Regions from separate parts of the Mus musculus genome. Here region 1 is linked to region 2. Evidence: chromatin contacts called from public promoter capture Hi-C data. All regions are on one chromosome and are shown on one strand. The core of a region is the stretch at or near the end of the contact, and the rest is flanking DNA. Distances in the headings are between cores, read along the strand shown.

The links. Promoter capture Hi-C pulls out the DNA fragments that hold promoters and counts their contacts.
Region 1: a contact with region 2 is called in a promoter capture Hi-C map of liver, with 4 times the contacts expected there. The contact joins the promoter of Insrr here to the enhancer-like site in region 2. A contact is called at or near these places in 5 of 39 promoter capture datasets (cranial neural crest, hippocampal neurons, liver and 1 more).

What each region holds. Positions count from the first base shown.
Region 1 is chr3:87,794,986-87,799,256 of GRCm38.p6, forward strand. It overlaps Insrr (insulin receptor-related receptor), which reads left to right and starts at 1,966. Exons shown (of 22, transcript NM_011832.2): 1 at 1,966-2,523. The coding sequence starts at 2,439. It overlaps Ntrk1 (neurotrophic tyrosine kinase, receptor, type 1), which reads right to left and starts at 177. Exons shown (of 17, transcript NM_001033124.1): 1 at 1-177. The coding sequence starts at 159.
Region 2 is chr3:86,537,440-86,541,467 of GRCm38.p6, forward strand. Lrba (LPS-responsive beige-like anchor) reads left to right here. Exons shown (of 57, transcript NM_030695.2): 39 at 2,464-2,610. The region is part of intron 3 of Gm31677 (a long non-coding RNA gene); the gene reads right to left. Among named protein-coding and RNA genes, the nearest start is that of Mab21l2, 8.8 kb to the right of the region's middle. Within about 2 kb of position 2,257, at least 80 of the 459 cell types and tissues checked have an H3K27ac peak or open chromatin away from gene starts, as enhancers often do. A contact at or near this core is called in liver, where this site is marked.

The DNA.
Region 1 (4,271 bases), core at 716-3,215, 1.3 Mb after region 2:
TGCCCTGGTGCAGCGCAGCCCCGAGGGGCCCACGGGACAGCAGACCTCGCGACAGGATGCGGCGGAGGCACAGGCCAGCATCAACGAAGTCATCAGACTGCCTAGCCCCGCGGCCGGGCGATGCCAGCCCAGCTGCCCGAGCCGCTGGCCTCGCAGCATCGCGGCGGCGCCCGCCTTGCTCGGGCCGCGCAGCCGTCCGTGCGCTCCTAGCTGCCGCCGCCCGGCCTCGCGCGACACGTGCGCGGGGCGGTGTTAAAGACTAGCCACCAGGAGAGGGCGGCACCCACGGCCCCGCCCCGCCCCGCCTGCCAATGCCCCCAGTGCCCCCTCCCCTTTTGAGGCCCTAATGCCAGCTCGCCTTCCTAATGTCCCTCGCGGCTGCAGGAGACCTGGGGCGGGGGGCTGCCATAGATTGCCTCACAAGTGTCTTCTGAGGCTGGGGGAGCTAGGAAGCTGATACCTTATTTCTCACAGTAAAACAGCTGCATTTTCAGATTTGCGGGGAAGTGGAGAAATTGAGCAAGGGAAGGGTTGAAGTCCAGGTCATCCCAGCCAGCCTCACGGTGCACTTTACTTAAGAGGGTGTGCATGTCACTTGGAATAAGTTAGGTGAACGCTCTCCAGACCCTAGTAAGGAAAGGGAGAGGGCCTCAGCATGGCTGGATGCAGAACCTGGGGAGAAAAATAGTGGGAGAGAAGAGTCCTTAGAACACAATTGGAGGAAGATTGGAAAGTGGAGACCTCTCGGTCCTCAAAAGACCACAGGGTGGCGCTAGAAGCCCTCGCGCCCGGCGTTTGCGCTCGGCCTGGGGCTTCGAGGGCGGAGAAGAGCAGTTCTGAGCCTTTCTAAGCTGTGCCTCTGGTCTTAGGGTCAGTTCCCAATCCTAACCATCCATCTGGGGCCCCAGAGCCGAGCCATGGCCAGGCAGACCAAGCTTGGCATCGATCGCCGTCCTGACAAGAGCATCGATTTCTGTGCGGAGAAATTAATAGATCTCTTAGTTCTTCGGACGTGGGAGCTGGGAACCATCGGCTCACGGTATTTGTGAACCTGGGAAGTCTCAGGCCCAGCATCCAGGCCACTAAATGGCAAGTCTTGCGCAATGGCCTTCTTGACTGCACGTATAAGTGTCGCGTTTAAGAGATCATCCCATCATGAATTGTCCTCCAAGTGGCCCCGAATAAGTACATATATAGAGACCCACTAAGCATCCTGAGTTCTTAAAAGTAACCAAATGGAGCCAGGCAGTGGTGGCACACGCCTTTAATCCCAGCACATGGGAGGCAGAGGCAGGCAGATTTCTGAGTTCGAGGCCAGCCTGGTCTACTTCCAGGACAGCCAGGGCTACACAAAGGAACCCTGTCTCGAAAAACCAAAAAAAAAAAAAGTAACCAAATGAAGGAGGAATCTCACAGAGAGAAGAACGACTCGTCTCCTAGGGATTTGAGCCAAAACCAAGGGATTTGACGGGGACATACCCCGCGCCAAGGAAGTATGTTCAAAGTAGCCTCGGGAGGCTGGGAAGGGCTGTGAGAGGCGAAGTGGTGAGGTCGAAGTGGTGAGGTCTTCAGGTTTCACCAGTGGAGTCCGACCTGTCCAGGCTGCGGGAAGTTACCCCGCAGATGTCAAAACACCTGTTGGACTCCAGAACTCCCCTGCAAATCAAGCCAGGGAGCCCAGCCGCTCCCTCCAGATCTGCAGCGAGCGGGTTGGGGGGGTGGGGATGGGGGAGAGAGGGAAACTGAGACAGAGAGAGGGGTTCCAGAGCTCAGTTCTTGGCCCCCAACCTTATTTCCCCAACACATCTGTCCCCCACCTCCCTCAGTTGACAGGCTAAATATTTTCCCTTGACTTGGTGGGAGGGGCGGAGAGAACAGAGAAGTCGGCGGGCGGCGGCGTAAACCAATCCGTTTCTGGAAAGGGCGGGAGCTGGGCGAGGTCCCTGCCTTTCTGCCCCACCAGCCGCGGCCGGTCGACCGAGAGTGGAAGTCTGCATGTCCAGGAGGTCCGCGGAGTGTCTCGGGGTGGAGTGCTGCGGGTGTCTCGGGACCCCGCTGCCGCCCCTTGGGGCACTCCCGGGGCTCACCGGGGGCTTCCACTCTGCCTCCCCTCAGGACTGCCTGGACTGTCTGGATCTTTGTGTTCTGAATCATCCTCCCTCTGGATGCCTCTCTGAGGCTCCTCCACTCCTATCTGCATCTCTGTCCCAGTATCTGTCTCTGGACCACACTGAGGCTGTCTCTAGCTGCTTGTCACAGGCTTTGTTTCCTCTGTTCCGAAATTCTTTTCTATCTCCCGCGGTCTCTATTTGAGATCTCTAATCCCTTTGCCTTTGTGTGTCGTCGTCGTCCCCACCCCTGCCACTTCACACTGGAACCTGGGTCTGCATCCTCCTTTCTCCCTGGAGGATACCTGGAAGACAACCAGGGCTGAGGTCATGGCAGTGCCTGCTCTGTGGCCCTGGGGAGTACACTTGCTTATGAGCCTGCTGTCCTTGGGATCTGGCCTGGACACACTAGAGGGTGAGTCCCCAGCAACGTCCGTCTAACCCCCATCTCCCTCCAGAACACCTATACTTAACTTAGTCTTTGGTTGGTTGGTTTTGGTGTCTCCAGACAGGGTTTCTCTGTGTTACCCTGGCTGTCCTAAAACTCTATCTGTAGACCAAGCCGGCCTTGAACATAGAGATCCACCTGCCTCCACCTCTCAAGAGCTGGGGTTGAAGGTGTGCAGCACAACTGATTCCTAGTTAGTCTTTATTGGGACGGGAAGACGAGGATCAGCTCTCAGAAGGACTTTTTGCCAGCTAGAACTGTTATATGAAGAGTTTTCTCTCTCAGCTCCCCTAAGAGGTTAAGGAGTTAGAAATGGAACGAACAGATGTTCTTCAACTCACGGCTGTTAGTGAAACCGCGATCCCAGTAAAGTCTGAGTTTAAACCAAAATGAGACTGAGAATTGGAGGTTGCTTCTAGGGCCACTGACTGATAAGAGGCAGGCTGGGATCGAAGCTGAAAACCAGGCACCATTAAGCAATTTGACTTACTGTGTGGATTGTAGGCTCAGAGACAGGAGAGGCAGACCCAGGGCAAGTCCTGAGCTCTGGCACCCCAGGCTTTCATCTGTGTTGGTGGGGACCCTGGGGTCCCACTGTGGGCAGGAGGGCTGTCTGAGAGAGGACTGCCTCTCCTCCGTAACTCAGTGATATACCTCAGATTCACACTTCTCACCAAAGGCACCTAGGGAGTGGGAGTGGGACTAATGCAGACCAAATAGCCCCTCATGGGTTGCCAGGGGCTATGTGGGACAAAGAAGAAGCAACAGAAGAGGAAACAGTAAGTGTATAACGCCATCATTTAATCTGCCTTTGTCCTCCATACAGAGTTTGGGAACTCAACACTCTGGGAACGGGAAGGGTCTTAAAACATTCTTCTAAGTGGGGGCTTCCAGGACCAAGCCAGGGCTCCCTTTCCTGTAAGGATAATACAGATGGACTGGGGTAAGGTGTCTCATGAAAGAGGCCAGAAGATTTGCAATGCATGGTGATCTACCTGAACGCCCTACCCCTGTTCCTTCTGTGCCAGGACACTGCACAGCAGATGCTAGGCAGGAGCACAGTTGTCAAAATAAAGCAAGCATGCCCTGGGAGTTAGTGTTTGGTCAAGGAGCCCAGCTGTTGTTTCCCAGCGAAGCTCTCCCTGGAGCTTGGCCTGAGGACAGGCAGGGGTTAATCTGCAAAGGTCTTAGATTTGTTTTTCCAATGTCTCACATTAGGGGAGCTCTGGAGAGGCTAAGGCATGATGGGAAGTGGGCGCCTGAGGGAACCCCCCCACCTGCCTCAAAGAGCCTAATTGGCTTTCATGGAGGGAACAGAAGTGTTTTTCCTTCTCTTCTTTTTCTGTGTATGTACCTGCCTAGTCTAGTGTGTGCGCAAGCATGTGGACACGCACGTGTGCAACAGCCGACAGTCGAGCATGGACCACAGAGAGAATGTATAGGAAGACAGGTCTTCCTGTCCTCCATCCCATCCAAATCAGCCTTGTCAAGTGCTAAGGCAGGAGGGACTGGGCTAGCCTGTATGGAAGAATGCGGGGTATGGTACCAATGTGTGTGTGTGTGTGTGTGTGTGTGTGTGTGAGAGAGAGAGAGAGAGGGGGGGGGGTGAGGAGAGAGGAAGTAGACCAGAAAATTACACCAAAGCTTTTAGACTTGCATCGTACAGGAAGACCCTGCAAGCTCTCCTTAGGAGGAAGTGAGGAAGCATCCAGCCC
Region 2 (4,028 bases), core at 1,007-3,506:
TCATGTATTTGATATCAGGCAAATTTGGGTCATGATTATTTTTACTAGTTGTAATTCTTACTTTGTCTTTTAAATTCACTATGAGAATCAAAGAATTAAATAAATCTTTAATTTAGCAACATTCATTGTTGCACACTAGCTTTTCTTTTCTGTTGCTCTCTTCTGTCTAAGAGCTGGTGCAGCACAGACCTCAAACTCTGGTACCACCATGGCTGGGTCTGCATCTTGACTGTAGTTATCATGGCTCCTTATACCTGAGGCAAATGATATAACCTCTCTGAATCTGTTTTCTTATCTGAAATTGAGGAATTACCCGGTTTCTAAGAATTAAATGAGTTAAATATGTAAAATAATTTGAACACTCTGTGGCATATGGTAAGTGCTATGTAATATCCTTGTTAGTAGTATTTTTGCTTTGAAGAGAGTTATAAATCATGAAAATGAAGGGGATGCAGAGCGCCAGTTCAGTAACAAAACCTAACTGGCGAATGTGTAGCGAAAGCTCAGATGAGTCTTCCCTTTTAGACTTCTCAGTGGTCAGGCTTTTGTTTTTGTTTATTTAGTCAGGTTGATTATGTTTGAAAGATCATGTTGTTATTAAGACAAATTTTACTGTAGTGTAGGGAATCTATATGCACTTAATTTAAAGATAAAGAACCATAATGTTGCTCCAATAGTTAATTGGTACATTTCCTTTAGGTTTGGAAAATATAAAGCAATTTCAACGTTAAATACTAAATGTTTAATATTAAACTTTTCAAATACTTACTGTTTCTACATTTGTGCATCTTACTATGTTCTTTTAGAGAGTGAAAAAACTGAAATTTTACTTACCTGTAGAATGCACTCAAAGCTAATTACTTCCCATGACTTCCTTATTTAATACAAAAGCCCAAAATTCTATTTAGTTCCATAAATACTGCATGTTAATGAATTGCACGATTAAACCATTAAAAAATAACAAATAAACGTTTTACCATGACCCTGATCTATAGCCATATCCAAAGATACTTTGATCTGCTGAGATTAGCAGGTAACAACACACAAGAGCAGTTTGTTAGAATCAATTCTGTAGGTAAACAGCCACTCCAAGCAAGTGACTCTCAACCTTCCTAATTCTGCGACCCTTTAATACAGTTCCTCATGTTGTGGTGATTAACCATAAAATTATTTTGTTGCTGCTTCATAACTGTAATTTTGATACCTTTATGAATCGTAATATAAATATCTGATATGCAGAATATCTGATATGCGACCCCAAGAGGTTGCAAACCGCTGCTCTAAACCCAGGCTTTATTCTCCTTTGGGTTTGAGCCTTATATCTGGGCTGAAATGGTGGGGCAAAAAGCCTAACCATCGAATTTCCACATCAATAGCTCTAGCCTGGGTGGATCAGGTGCTTCACCTCCCGGGTTTTCCCTTGCTAGAAACCCCTTCCTGAATTTTCCCTTCTGTGTCAACCTTCAAAGAAATTGAAGGTTAGGAAAGAAACATCATTTCTTGAGCTTTACAAACAAGCCCTAGCTGCTTGTCTCCCCGATCTCCCCCACCCCCCACCCCCCTGAGAAAACTGCACCAGAGTGGCGCTGGAGAGCAATGTGGGGTTCGGGTGTTCCGCCTTCCAGCTGCAGGCTGACTCATTTCTTTGGTTCCATTGCTCCTCCTTCCCTGGCCTTGCTGCCTAGTCCTGAGGCCACAGGAGGCTCTTTGCCCAGAAGCCTCTCTGCCTACTGTTCTGTTATGATTGCCCCCGGGGTGTCTTAGCCCTTTAGTTTAAACAGCAGAGGGGGGAGTGAGGAGCCTCTGCTTCCTTGCTACAATACCCCCCTCTCAATATTTGTGTTAGTGTTGCGGGCAGGGGAGGATGTGTAAAAATGTGGGAGAGGGCCCTGGGCAGGAGGAGTGGGAATGAACAACAGAATGCTGCTGCTGGAACTTTTATTAGTATCCCAGAGGGCTTTGAGGTTTGGGCCTTCATCCTCATTGGCTGGTGTTCGTCCCCAAGCCTTGACCACTCTTCTGGACACTCCCTGACCCTTTCCAAATACACGCCAGTGTAATATATTCAGTGAAATGAATTGCTACTCACTATTTTTCCATGTTAAATAAGCATTGTTTCCTAGACTAGGTTCTGCTTTTTCCCACTAAGGGAACAAATTGTGGGGGAGGGGCGCTGCTTTGGGATCCTTTCCTGCCCTAACTATAAGTAAATAAATGGCAGGGTGAGCAGTGCAAGGGTCAGATTTAATGGGATTAGGGTGCTTGTTCAGGGTAACATTACACTAGCTTGGGGAATCGAGTTTGTCAGAAGGAGCGTGTGTGCCATCCCGGTCACTTTACCCAGTGTGGGTAACTGTATAAAAGATTGGCCATCTCTGGCTACCTACCCTTTCTGCAGCCCTACCCCTCTGCCAGAGTGTTTCTTCAGGGCTGATGGACAGCTTTGTTTCCTTTTCATTTCAGCTGCAGATGAAGACATCCTTGCTAAAGGAAAACAGTCCATCAAGAGTCAGGCTTTAGGAAATCAGAACTCTGAAAACGAGGCCCTCCTGGAAGGCGACGACGATACTCTGTCATCCGTGGATGAGAAAGATTTAGAGAATCTTGCCGGTAATTCAGTGGCTGCGCAGATATTTCAGCTGGCTCTGGGACAATGAGCATCTAATTACTTACTTTTTCAGCTGTGACCACTGGGACTACCAAGCCTACATCCACAATTATATTAACTAGAAATTGGTTTTGTTCTTCCCAATGTTTCTCCCTTCATCTTCTATAATTGCTCTTGTTTTTTCTTCTTCTCAGCCCTCTGATCTTCCTGATCTTTTTCTTTTATATATAATTTCCATTGAAACAAAAAATATTAAAAGCAGCTACAACAGAATTGCTTCATGCAGCCTTTGGAAGTTGCCATACTCTATAAAATGAGGTTTATAAGTGAAATTCTGCCCATTGTTTGTAAACAAAGCTTGGAGGCAGTTTGCTTTAAACATAGACTTTTAGGGAAATACTGAATATACATGTAAGTCACTCAAAAACTGAGCCTCAGAAATTCCTTGGGAGTCACACATTTTTCATAGTATAGGACTTTTGATTTATATTTAGGAGATTCTCAGTTTTATTTTTCTTTTGGAAAAAAAAATTCACTTGTTTAGCCTGAACTTTTATCCATAGATGACTTTTTAACTTTAATGTCTGTGATTTTTTTTATTATTGCTATTATTATTATTGTTGTTGTTGTTGTTGTTGTTGTTTCATGAGGAAAATATGAAAACGCACATAGTTTCTATATGTGAAAATTACATAGTTTTTATTGCAATGAATTTAAGAGAATAGTCATTTGAAAGCTTTTATTTGGCAATATACCTCCAACCTTGTGCTGCTATGAAAAATGAAAACAAAGCTGGAGGCTGATTACCCTGTTTGATGACCATAAACCTCTCAACGTAGAATAAAATTAATTGGAGTGCGTTTGTTAAGGGGTCTGTAGTGGGAATGGGGGTTAAGGAGGATGCTGTTGTTCTGGTATTTTCCTTCACATCTCCTTATCCATCTCCTTTTTTTTTTTACTTTACCCCTATTCTTATGACTAACGATATGTTCTCACGGTAATAGAGGTGAAAGGGAGTTTAATTATATAATCTTGACAATGGCAATGGGATTAAGAAGTAATCCACACTAATAAAGTGGTGCGGGTTAGAAATGAAGTGGAAATTGTCAGGGGTCTTCTGCAGAACCTAGGCTGCCCCAGCTTCTGCAGCTGTCTGCTTACCCTGTAATTGAATGTCTGAGAATGATTGAAAAAATGTTATTTCTTCTCAGGATTACATGCTAATGTACAGAGGGCAAAAGGAGACAGCAAAAGAACACATAGCTGCTTATTCCATCCATTTACAGGGATGAGCTCTGGGAAATCATGGCTGTTCTGACGCCTCTGCTCCCCATCTGCAAACACAATGCATTTGTACATTGGGAATAGAGGGCAAAACCTGCTCTGATCTCTGCAGAGCATCCCTTCCATTGTCCTCCTG